Linked DNA regions of Mus musculus: regions 2 and 3 are each linked to region 1. Evidence: chromatin contacts called from public Micro-C data. All regions are on one chromosome and are shown on one strand. Each heading gives the region's core, a stretch centred on a gene start, on an enhancer-like site or on the middle of the called end of the contact. The rest is flanking DNA. Distances are from core to core; before and after follow the strand shown. Region 1 holds the start of 9130019P16Rik (RIKEN cDNA 9130019P16 gene). Region 2 has its middle 19 kb from the start of Tril. Region 3 overlaps Gm34358 (a long non-coding RNA gene).

The links. Hi-C and Micro-C count contacts between places; a contact is called where the count stands out from the background.
Region 2: a contact with region 1 is called in a Micro-C map of embryonic stem cells, with 5 times the contacts expected there. The contact joins the enhancer-like site here to the promoter of 9130019P16Rik in region 1. A contact is called at or near these places in 1 of 484 Hi-C or Micro-C datasets (embryonic stem cells) and 1 of 9 other capture datasets (liver).
Region 3: a Micro-C map of embryonic stem cells shows a contact between it and region 1, with 4 times the contacts expected there. The contact joins the enhancer-like site here to the promoter of 9130019P16Rik in region 1. A contact is called at or near these places in 4 of 39 promoter capture datasets (the HPC-7 cell line, HPC-7-derived erythroid cells, cranial neural crest and 2 more) and 1 of 484 Hi-C or Micro-C datasets (embryonic stem cells).

The regions. Positions count from the first base shown.
Region 1 is chr6:54,428,759-54,431,586 of GRCm38.p6, forward strand. It overlaps 9130019P16Rik (RIKEN cDNA 9130019P16 gene), which reads right to left and starts at 1,463. Exons shown (of 14, transcript NR_033635.1): 1 at 563-1,463. Wipf3 (WAS/WASL interacting protein family, member 3) reads left to right here and starts at 928. Exons shown (of 9, transcript NM_001167860.2): 1 at 928-1,102.
Region 2 is chr6:53,800,345-53,803,044 of GRCm38.p6, forward strand. No RefSeq gene overlaps it. Among named protein-coding and RNA genes, the nearest start is that of Tril, 19 kb to the right of the region's middle. Within about 2 kb of position 1,332, at least 84 of the 459 cell types and tissues checked have an H3K27ac peak or open chromatin away from gene starts, as enhancers often do. A contact at or near this core is called in embryonic stem cells, where this site is marked.
Region 3 is chr6:55,158,108-55,161,155 of GRCm38.p6, forward strand. The region is part of intron 1 of Gm34358 (a long non-coding RNA gene); the gene reads left to right. Among named protein-coding and RNA genes, the nearest start is that of Gm34358, 5.2 kb to the left of the region's middle. Within about 2 kb of position 1,359, at least 9 of the 459 cell types and tissues checked have an H3K27ac peak or open chromatin away from gene starts, as enhancers often do. A contact at or near this core is called in embryonic stem cells, where this site is marked.

The sequences.
Region 1 (2,828 bases), core at 213-2,712:
AAAAGCTGAATTAGTATATCCTCCAGAAACCGCCCAGCTTGTAAGATAAATGACTGGCCATGCAACTAGTTTGTGCTTTGGGGCTCCGTAGAAGACCTGGTGGGATTTCTACATGGCCATGGAAATAATTCTTCTCTGCAAATTGAGCTTTCCTTCCTTTTCGAACCAGAACACAAGTATGCCTAAGATGTGAGAGGCAGGAAATGCCAGCCTGAATTGCTGCACTTGGAGCAGCTGAGTGTACACAGGAGCCTCAGGCATAAATCTCCAGCATTCTCCAAGCTCTGGACAGCCGGACAGGGAAATGGGACAGACTCGCTTCACTCTAGATTTCAAACTGCCTTCTTCCCACTTCTGCCCCACCGGAAGCTACTTACCTCCCTGTGTTACCAGGATATTTTGTGCTCACCTATCTCTGAGAGCAAGCTTCTCTACCTCCCCCTCCCGCCCCCCAGCTCTCTCCACCCACACACCCACCCCTGCCTCTCAAGCCCAGGTCTGAATTGGGTGTCCCTCTGCTTTGTACACGTTGGATGTTCTCTTGGCTCCGTATTGTAAGTACCTGCTTGTGCTCATCGGGACAACCGGCTGTCCCATTCTCCTTTTGTCCCCTTGCATATACGCGCTGTCTGGGGCTTAGCGAGGGCTCAGAAATGTTTGTAATATATAGACGAGGTGGCGTGCAGGGGAACTCCAGCCCTTGGCCCCATTGTCCCCGTGGCTCACACTCGGGACTCTGTACCTGGGAGCTGCGCCGCCGCGCAGCCAGGACCGCCTCCTGGGTGCCAGAGCGACCCCGCCCTCTGGACCGCGTCCCCGTGCGCTGGGCGGCGAGGCTCCAGGGCGGCCGCCAGGAGCAGGTGGGGGCGGCGGCTCCGCCTCCGCGTCCCGGCAGCGCTTAAGCCCGGCTGGGAGCGAGCGAGGAGCGCAGAGTCCAGCTTAGCCGGGCGCGCAGAAGCAACGCCAGGCACTGTCTGCAGCCCAGCCGGGATCCTCGAGGCGACGGGGACGACGGAGACGACGGGGACGACGGAGACGACGGGGACAGCGGGGACGGAGGCGCCAGCTAAAGTCCAGTCGGCCGGGTTACGGCCAGCTGCAGGTAGCTGCTCTGCTCGCGTCCGGGCCCTGGGTTAAGTAAGTGGCCGATTGGGGTTGTCGCGGAGGGTATTGGGGACAGTCCCGAGGTAGAGTGGCCTCCCGCGTTGTCAAAGACGCTGGGTGAGTGAGAGTGCCCAGGACCCTCTCCAAACTGTAGTCCCCAGCCGCGACTACGTCTGGGAGCTGCTCCGTGCAGCCCTAGCGGCAACCACTCGCTCCCTGCCCGCCACGGGTCGGAAAGGGACCATGGCTACACCAGGTCACCTCAGGGCTCCCTGGTGACCTCCCAGGACAGCACTCTTCCGTTATCAGCTTCTGGCACGGAGGCCTCTTAGTCTGATGCCCCAAGGGGGCTCTGCTTCCCTTCCCCCACGTCACCCCCCACCCCTCCCCTGAGAACAAAAGGGCGGATCTTGCTTGTGTTGGGGATGTTAAGGAAGGGTCCCTGGCGATTAGGAGAGATCTGGGAACCTGCACAATCAGACAAGGACTGAGGATACTGGACCATTTCCCAGAAAGAAAGCCAATTCCTGAGGGAAAAAGTGACTTATCCAAGGTCACACAGTTCCTGGTGACAGAGTCGGGCCAGGAGCTGAGTCCTGACTCCCCGAGGCTTATCTGTAAGCCTGCCTAGGTCAGGAGCCAGAGAGTGTATGTGTCTGTCTATCCATTATCTCTAGCCATTTACATCTGGCCACAAATGGCCTTTAAAGTCCTTTGGAGGTGTGCGGGACTGGGTAATTGTGGCCATTCCCCCGGATACCTAGCCAGGAGCTCACGGGGAGCAAGCTTGGGAGAAGAACACGCTCTCCTGTAGGATGCCAGGCATCCATTCCCCTGTGGAAACAATGTCTTCTGTGTGCTTGGAGTGTCTGCCATGAGTGTGAGAACCTGAGTTGGGTAGATGTTCTGCCCAGAAACCCAGGAAGCCTGTCTAATGGCCTCAGGAAAAACCAGAAGTATCTCTGACACACACACAGTCTGGGGACTCTCTGAGGAAAGTTTCCAGTGGGACAGTGGTATTCCTCTTCTGTGCCTGGGGTCCTTGGATGTAAGTGAGAGCATTTGTTGGGCAGACTTGTGTGACTTTAAAAGCTTGTGTGCCTCACTGTCTTTGCCTTCGTCACCTCAGAGAGGGCCAGGAGAGGGTTTCTTGCTGCCAGTTAGTATTATAATCATCAGACACTCTAGCCTTGTTTTTAATGTTCACTCCTTTTACTTTCTATGTAAGTATTTTTCGGGCATGTATGTCTATGCACGACTCTGTGCCAGGAAACCCCTAGAGGTCAGAAGAGGGCACTGGATCCTCTGGACTAGAGTTAAGGATGTAATGTCCCTGAACCACTATGTGGGTGCTGGGAATGAGTCCTAGTGTTCTACAAGATCAGAGTTTCCACTGATAAACTACCTGTCCAGTCCCAGCCTTCTCCTAAAAGCTGTCCTCTCTAAACTGTAAAGTAGTGGTAGAGGTCAGAAGTGGACTGCCTTTGGGCTTCCTACTGGCCTGGGCAGACCTTCAAGGCACTTTAGGTCTAGACATGCTCCCCATACATAGAAACTCAGGAAGTTGTGTGCTTTAGACTTGTGCACATCACTTGGGGCTTTTTTTTTTTTTTTTTTTTTTTACTTCAATAACAACGTAAGTGGATATTTGATGCTGAAGGGCACTGGGCATGGCAGGGCACAGGCTGCTGAAGTCTGCCAGCTAATGTACTTTAGAGATGCAT
Region 2 (2,700 bases), core at 82-2,581, 630 kb before region 1:
GGGGAGACCCAAACTGCAAGTCCTCGGCAAGCATAGCTGGGGAATTAACAGTCTAGCACTAGAAAACTAGATGAGGGGAAATTCCCCTAGTAATTGTGCCAAAGCCAAATAAATCATTGCCTGAGTCTCATTCACTTGGAAGCTAACAGGGATAGAAAGAATTCAAATACTCTACATATATATATTAACATACAGAAATACCAAAATGTGTTTACGTATTCTATTCTTTTGTTTCCACTGAAAAATACTGCTATAAACATTTTTGTACATACTATTTGCTATGCATGTGTACAAGAGTGCCATTGCTATATTAGTAGAGCACAGAATATAGTATTCTATTTTTTAGTAGAGCACAGAATATAGAATATAGTATTCTATTTTTTAGTATAGCTGCAGCCTTAGTACAGGGCAGGGCTGGAGCAGATGTGGATTGCAGTCTGAAACAGTGTGTGGTCCTGGGAGGGAACACTGATGCAATATGGAAAAGTCTGGGATTTAGTTCATAGCAGTTTGTCACTGACTTTTGTAATTTTGAAAAATGTACATAGTTTATAAGATGCCAACATTAGAAGGAACCAAGTGAGCAGAAGCAGATGAGACCTCACTATATGATTTTGAACCTTACACGAAAGTCTAAAGTGATTCCAAAATTAAGAGATTTTCTTAGCATGGACTTCACTAAGAATTACTGGATTTGAGCAAGCAAACAGCGTTGAAGAGCTAACAGGGCTCCCAGCTTTCTGAGTCGAATGTCTGTGTCTGTGTTTAGGAGACTCGGATTCATTATCTTTGCACAGAACCTGGTACTGAGTCCATCTCATCCTGATGGGACAAGGTAGAAGCCTGGCGAACCAGGATTTACACAGTTCTGTCACCACTCACCAACTGTCTAATCATTGAGGTGTAACATTTATAAAATGAGTAATGAAGTAATGGAGTTCTAGAGACCCCAAGATTCTCAAAGACGGTATCACCAAAAACCTAGTGCAGGACTCCTACGGCTTTGTGTTTAGCTGACCCAAACACCTCACAGTCAGTTGGACTATTTCCTGTAAATGATAATGGTGACAATGGGGACTATTGTTCTTGACATCAGCTACACCCTTGGTCTCTTTGGAAGACAGAGACCAAAGGTATAGGAAATAAAGTCTCAAGTTCTCCCTTTCTTAAGGGACTACACTAGCTTGCCCATTTGAAAACAGTTGCCAACTTCCTTGCCCTTCCTGTGTTAAAAAAAAGTTAGAGTTGGCATTTCCACAGGCTGCTGTACTGAGAGACAGCTACTGACTGCCTGTAGAGAGCCCCCACCCCCAACCCCGAGCTCTACTGTGATGTGTGTGTAAACCCTTTCTGGGTGGCCCCATTTCTAGCTAGCTACCCAGTGCAGGCTCCTGAATGGCTTGGATCCTTTCTATGTGCCCTACTTTCTGACCAGCCACCCTGTGCAGGCTCTGTAACTGCTGGGGTGCTCGGTGAAATCCCTTTTCTACCAGGGGCAGGAAGCTGTGAAGGCAAAATATGAATACTTTCCAGAATTATGTTTTACAGGAAACAGAGGGACAGTGAAATGCTCTGTTCTGGGTCCTGAGAGTTCCGTCTCATTGTAATGTGATCATCCACCCCTAATCTTGGCTGGTGCTGAAGCAGGGAGTCACCGCGTGCCAGCACCCTGGGTCTGATGAAATAATGTGAATAGCTTAGGATGTTTCCAAGCCTTGGGAATAAGGTCATGGAAAAGGCACTGGTGTGGGGGTTGGGGAGGGTGAATCGAAATGGAAATAGGGAAGGACTGAGGCCACTCTGCTGCAACAGAAGAAGGAGGGGCTTTACGGAAGGGCTGACCACAGGAGCTAGGTCAAGGCCAAAGAGAGAGAAACTGTGGCTCATTCTTTGGAAGATGTTAGCCATTCTGCAGTGACTCACTGCTAGGCCAGCTCTTAACCCTTCATCCTGGAGGAACTAATGCTAACGGATAAACAATAAGGAAGAGAACACATCACAAAAGGAGCTGCTGAGTAAGAAAACTGGGAATTGCTGGGGTGATCCAGGGGGAATCTTTGAAGCAAGAAGTAGAGCCACCCAGAACTACAGCAGTCCCTGGCTTGCTTCAGTCTCAGTCTCTGCTCCCCGAATCCCACCTCCAATGCTCTGGGTGCATGGCTGAGCAGAGTGGCCCCAAACTCCCTGTGCTCGCCCTCCTGAGCTCCAGCACAGCAGCTGCTGCTGCTGTTCAACTCTAAGAGGTTCCACTATGCCCACCTCAGAAAGGGAGTTGACATCCTGGTGTGGTCCTGAAGTCAGCCCCATGAATCTAGGCTTACAGCTCTTCCCGAAGTGTTGAAAGAGGAGGTAATTCTCACAGCAAGAAATGGGGCCTATAGAGGCCCTCAAAGACCACACACTGTTGGTATCAGGACCTCTGAAACCCGTGACATCACATAGGTTCGACCCACACACCTGTTGCCAAGGCAAGAGCCACCATATTCCCAGAATCCACTTGGCTCACCTCCTATCTTTACCTGTGACTATGTCACCATCCATATATAAAAAAAGCCCCCTTCCATATCTCTCTCTCTCTCTCTCTCTCTTTCCCCATTCTCTTTCCGAGGCCACCTTGCCCTTCTCTCTCTCAATAAACCTCATGTGGAACTGTTTGACCTGGTGTGGTCTTTCTGAAGCCGCAGGAAAATCACACAACAC
Region 3 (3,048 bases), core at 109-2,608, 730 kb after region 1:
GCTTGGTACTTAGTATGGCATTTCATGATTGACAGCTGTGATCGATACAGCCTACTCTTGTCGGCTAATGAGACTCTGATAATCTTTCCCCAGACAGGAAGCTGGGGTTTATTCTATCTCTGCTGTGACCAATGCTTTTATTCGGCTGAAAGGGTTGTCCTGGAGAAACTCCCACCATTTGGAGCAGTCTGGTACTTCTTTGTGACTAGACTGAGCAAGAATATTATAAGGCTAAGCAAGGTGGTGGTGGCACGTGCCTTTATCTATCTGATCTTTCTATCTGATCAAGGCTCAAGATCTCTTGGGGCCATGCAGCATGGGAGTCTAGAAAATTCTATCTCTGCAAGCACATAAGAAGGGGATAAACATATATATATTCCTTTGCAGCATCTGGTCTCAGAAGGCCTAAACCAATACCAGTCTATGTTGTCATGCTGACCTGGGGATCCTAGTGGTCCTGTTTGCCTGGGCACTCGTCACTATAAATCGAGGGTAAAAGAGTAAAAGATGGTTTGGGCTACTGGGTTGGGAGGTTGAAGAAACCCTGGAGCCTTTGTGTTAGCTGTGTCCTTGCCCTGGGATCACACACACACACATACACACTTTTGACTCCATATTTTTATACCTCTGCCAGGACACTATGGGGCACATTGTTGTTGGCAAGGTTTGACCTGTGGCTTCACAGCAGGTTAATCTGTCCCTACTAGCCAACAAGCAGGCAGGTGAGATCAGGGTGCTGTACCCATGATCTTTGAGGCCCCAATTTATCTCCTGGCTCCTTTTACACATAAGGTAGTGGCGGTGGTACCCTGTTCATGTGCGGGCCCGGAGAAGAAGGGAACGCAACATCCAAGGCCTCTCACAGGCCTTACCAAAAGGATCTTCCCAAAAGGCTTCCTAAGGAAAATATTAACAAAGGACAATAAATGTGAGTCTTCGATTACAGTTTCCCCGCTGCACGGATGCAGGGCTCAGCTGGAATCTGTGGATATTTTTAGGTTGTATAATGTAGCTCTACCTTTAATTTGCATAGCCATTTTTTCCCCTATTGAAGCCCTGTCATTTCAACCCGCTGAGTGCCAGTACATTTTGCTGCAGTGCAAATCTGCCAAAATCATCTTCCAGTTTTGTAAATGGTAAACTGAGGCTCTGAGAGGTAAATCAGCAGGTCAGGAAAGCTGGAAAGACAGAGGAGTCCCAGTAGGCCACTACTCTCCCTGCAGCTCATCTCAGCTGTGGGCAATGGCTGGGGCCTAATTCTTGGCTAATCTCTTCTGCCTCCACTGCCTGGGTGAGCTGAAGCTGAGGAGCAGGGAGTGGAGCCAGGGCCTGCCCCAGTGCAGGGAGGATGTCCAGGGCAGGGCTATGCTGCATTAGCATAACCATAGCATCCAGTTTTCTGGCAGCTCCCTGGCCTGTAGCTTGAGTCATGTAAATTGTTAGATTTGGTTTTAATTCATTTGCTGATGAATATCCCTCTCCAGAGGCCGAGAGGTGGGACAGCAAATCTCTTTTTAATTATTTGGGGGTATTACTTCTAAAGCCCTTTGAGCCAGGCTGGGACCAGAGGAAGCTTCTGCCTCTCTAGCGAGTGCCTAGGTTCCTCTACCATCATGTGCCCAATAAATCACCCAAGGGCCAGGCTGAGCCCAGTGGTTCTCTCCCACTCCTCCCCTCCTCTGTTGCTCCTGCTTCTCTTGCCTCAGATAGAAGAGATGATGGGCCCCTCTGCCTGCAGGCTTGGGTTGGATGGGAGTAGGGGGTGAAAGACCTGATGGTCAGTTGCCCACCGAGGAGCAGTACCCCTGGGGATGCAGCTTTCTAGTCACTTGATGTCATGACCATGTCATCCCTCAGCTGAAGTGTCTTCAGTGCCTCCTAACTTTCCCAGAGTAAGATGATGGGCCTTGCAGCGATATATAGAGCTGTGCATGAACACATCCTATGTCCCCCTAACCCCCGCCCCCTTCATTCTCCTCCCAGGCATTAATCTGCCAGATGCTATTTCAGTGACCCCAGGGCTCTGGCACTGGCCATTCTCTCAAAGATACTTCACTAGACACTTCTTTTTAAAAAAGATTACCTCCCATCTTTAAAGAATTATTTATTTATTATATGTAAGTACACTGTAGCTGTCTTCAGACACTCCAGAAGAGGGAGTCAGATCTCCTTATGGATGGTTGTGAGTCACCTTGTGTTTGCTAGGATTTGAACTCAGGACCTTCGGAAGAGCAGTTGGGTGCTCTTACCTGCTGAGCCATCTCACCAGCCCCTCACTGGACACTTCTTGCGCTTCTTTTCCCCTCTCCTTCTTCAAAGGTCACTTCATAGAGACACTCTTCAGCCATACTGGGCACTCCTCACACCTGCTTCCCTCTAGTCCTGTGCATTGTTTTATGGAAGGTCAGCTGCTTTGCTGAGAGAGTCCACTTCCTTTCTATTCCAGGTCTAGACAGTCCACGGCCGCCAGTTGACTAACACAGGGTTGTAGAAGCCTTGAGACATGTCCTTTGCTGTGATGTGGTTCTTGTGATACGGAGCAAATTGGTATTCTAATTATGATTAATGAGATCATGCTTTGACAGCACCAACTCCATCTTGAACTTCTAACAAAAGCTCTAACGGAGCCAAATGGGTGGCTAATAGTCACCCTGACAACTGGCTGACAGCCACATTGGCAACTGTGCATCCATATGTAAATGACACTGTCCGTACCTGGGCCTTTCCCCTGAAATGGACATCCAAGAGCTCAGATAATACTTTCTATGGCTATAAATACAAACACCGTCAGACTGAGTGCCTGACCCGAGACCCTGCCCCAGTGAACTTCTCCATCTCTATCCTTGGCACTATGGCGACACTCCTACCCATAGGAATCACCTTGAAGGGTGGTCTCTTGAGCCACTTTGGCAGTTTCTTTTGTGGGCACAAGCTATTATTTTCCTTGCTAGTGTTCTGTTCTCAGGTGACTTTCTACCACCTGGTTTGTCTGGTATTTTCATCTATTCCTCCTGTTATATGTTTTTGCTTCTTCCGGTTTTATGTGCA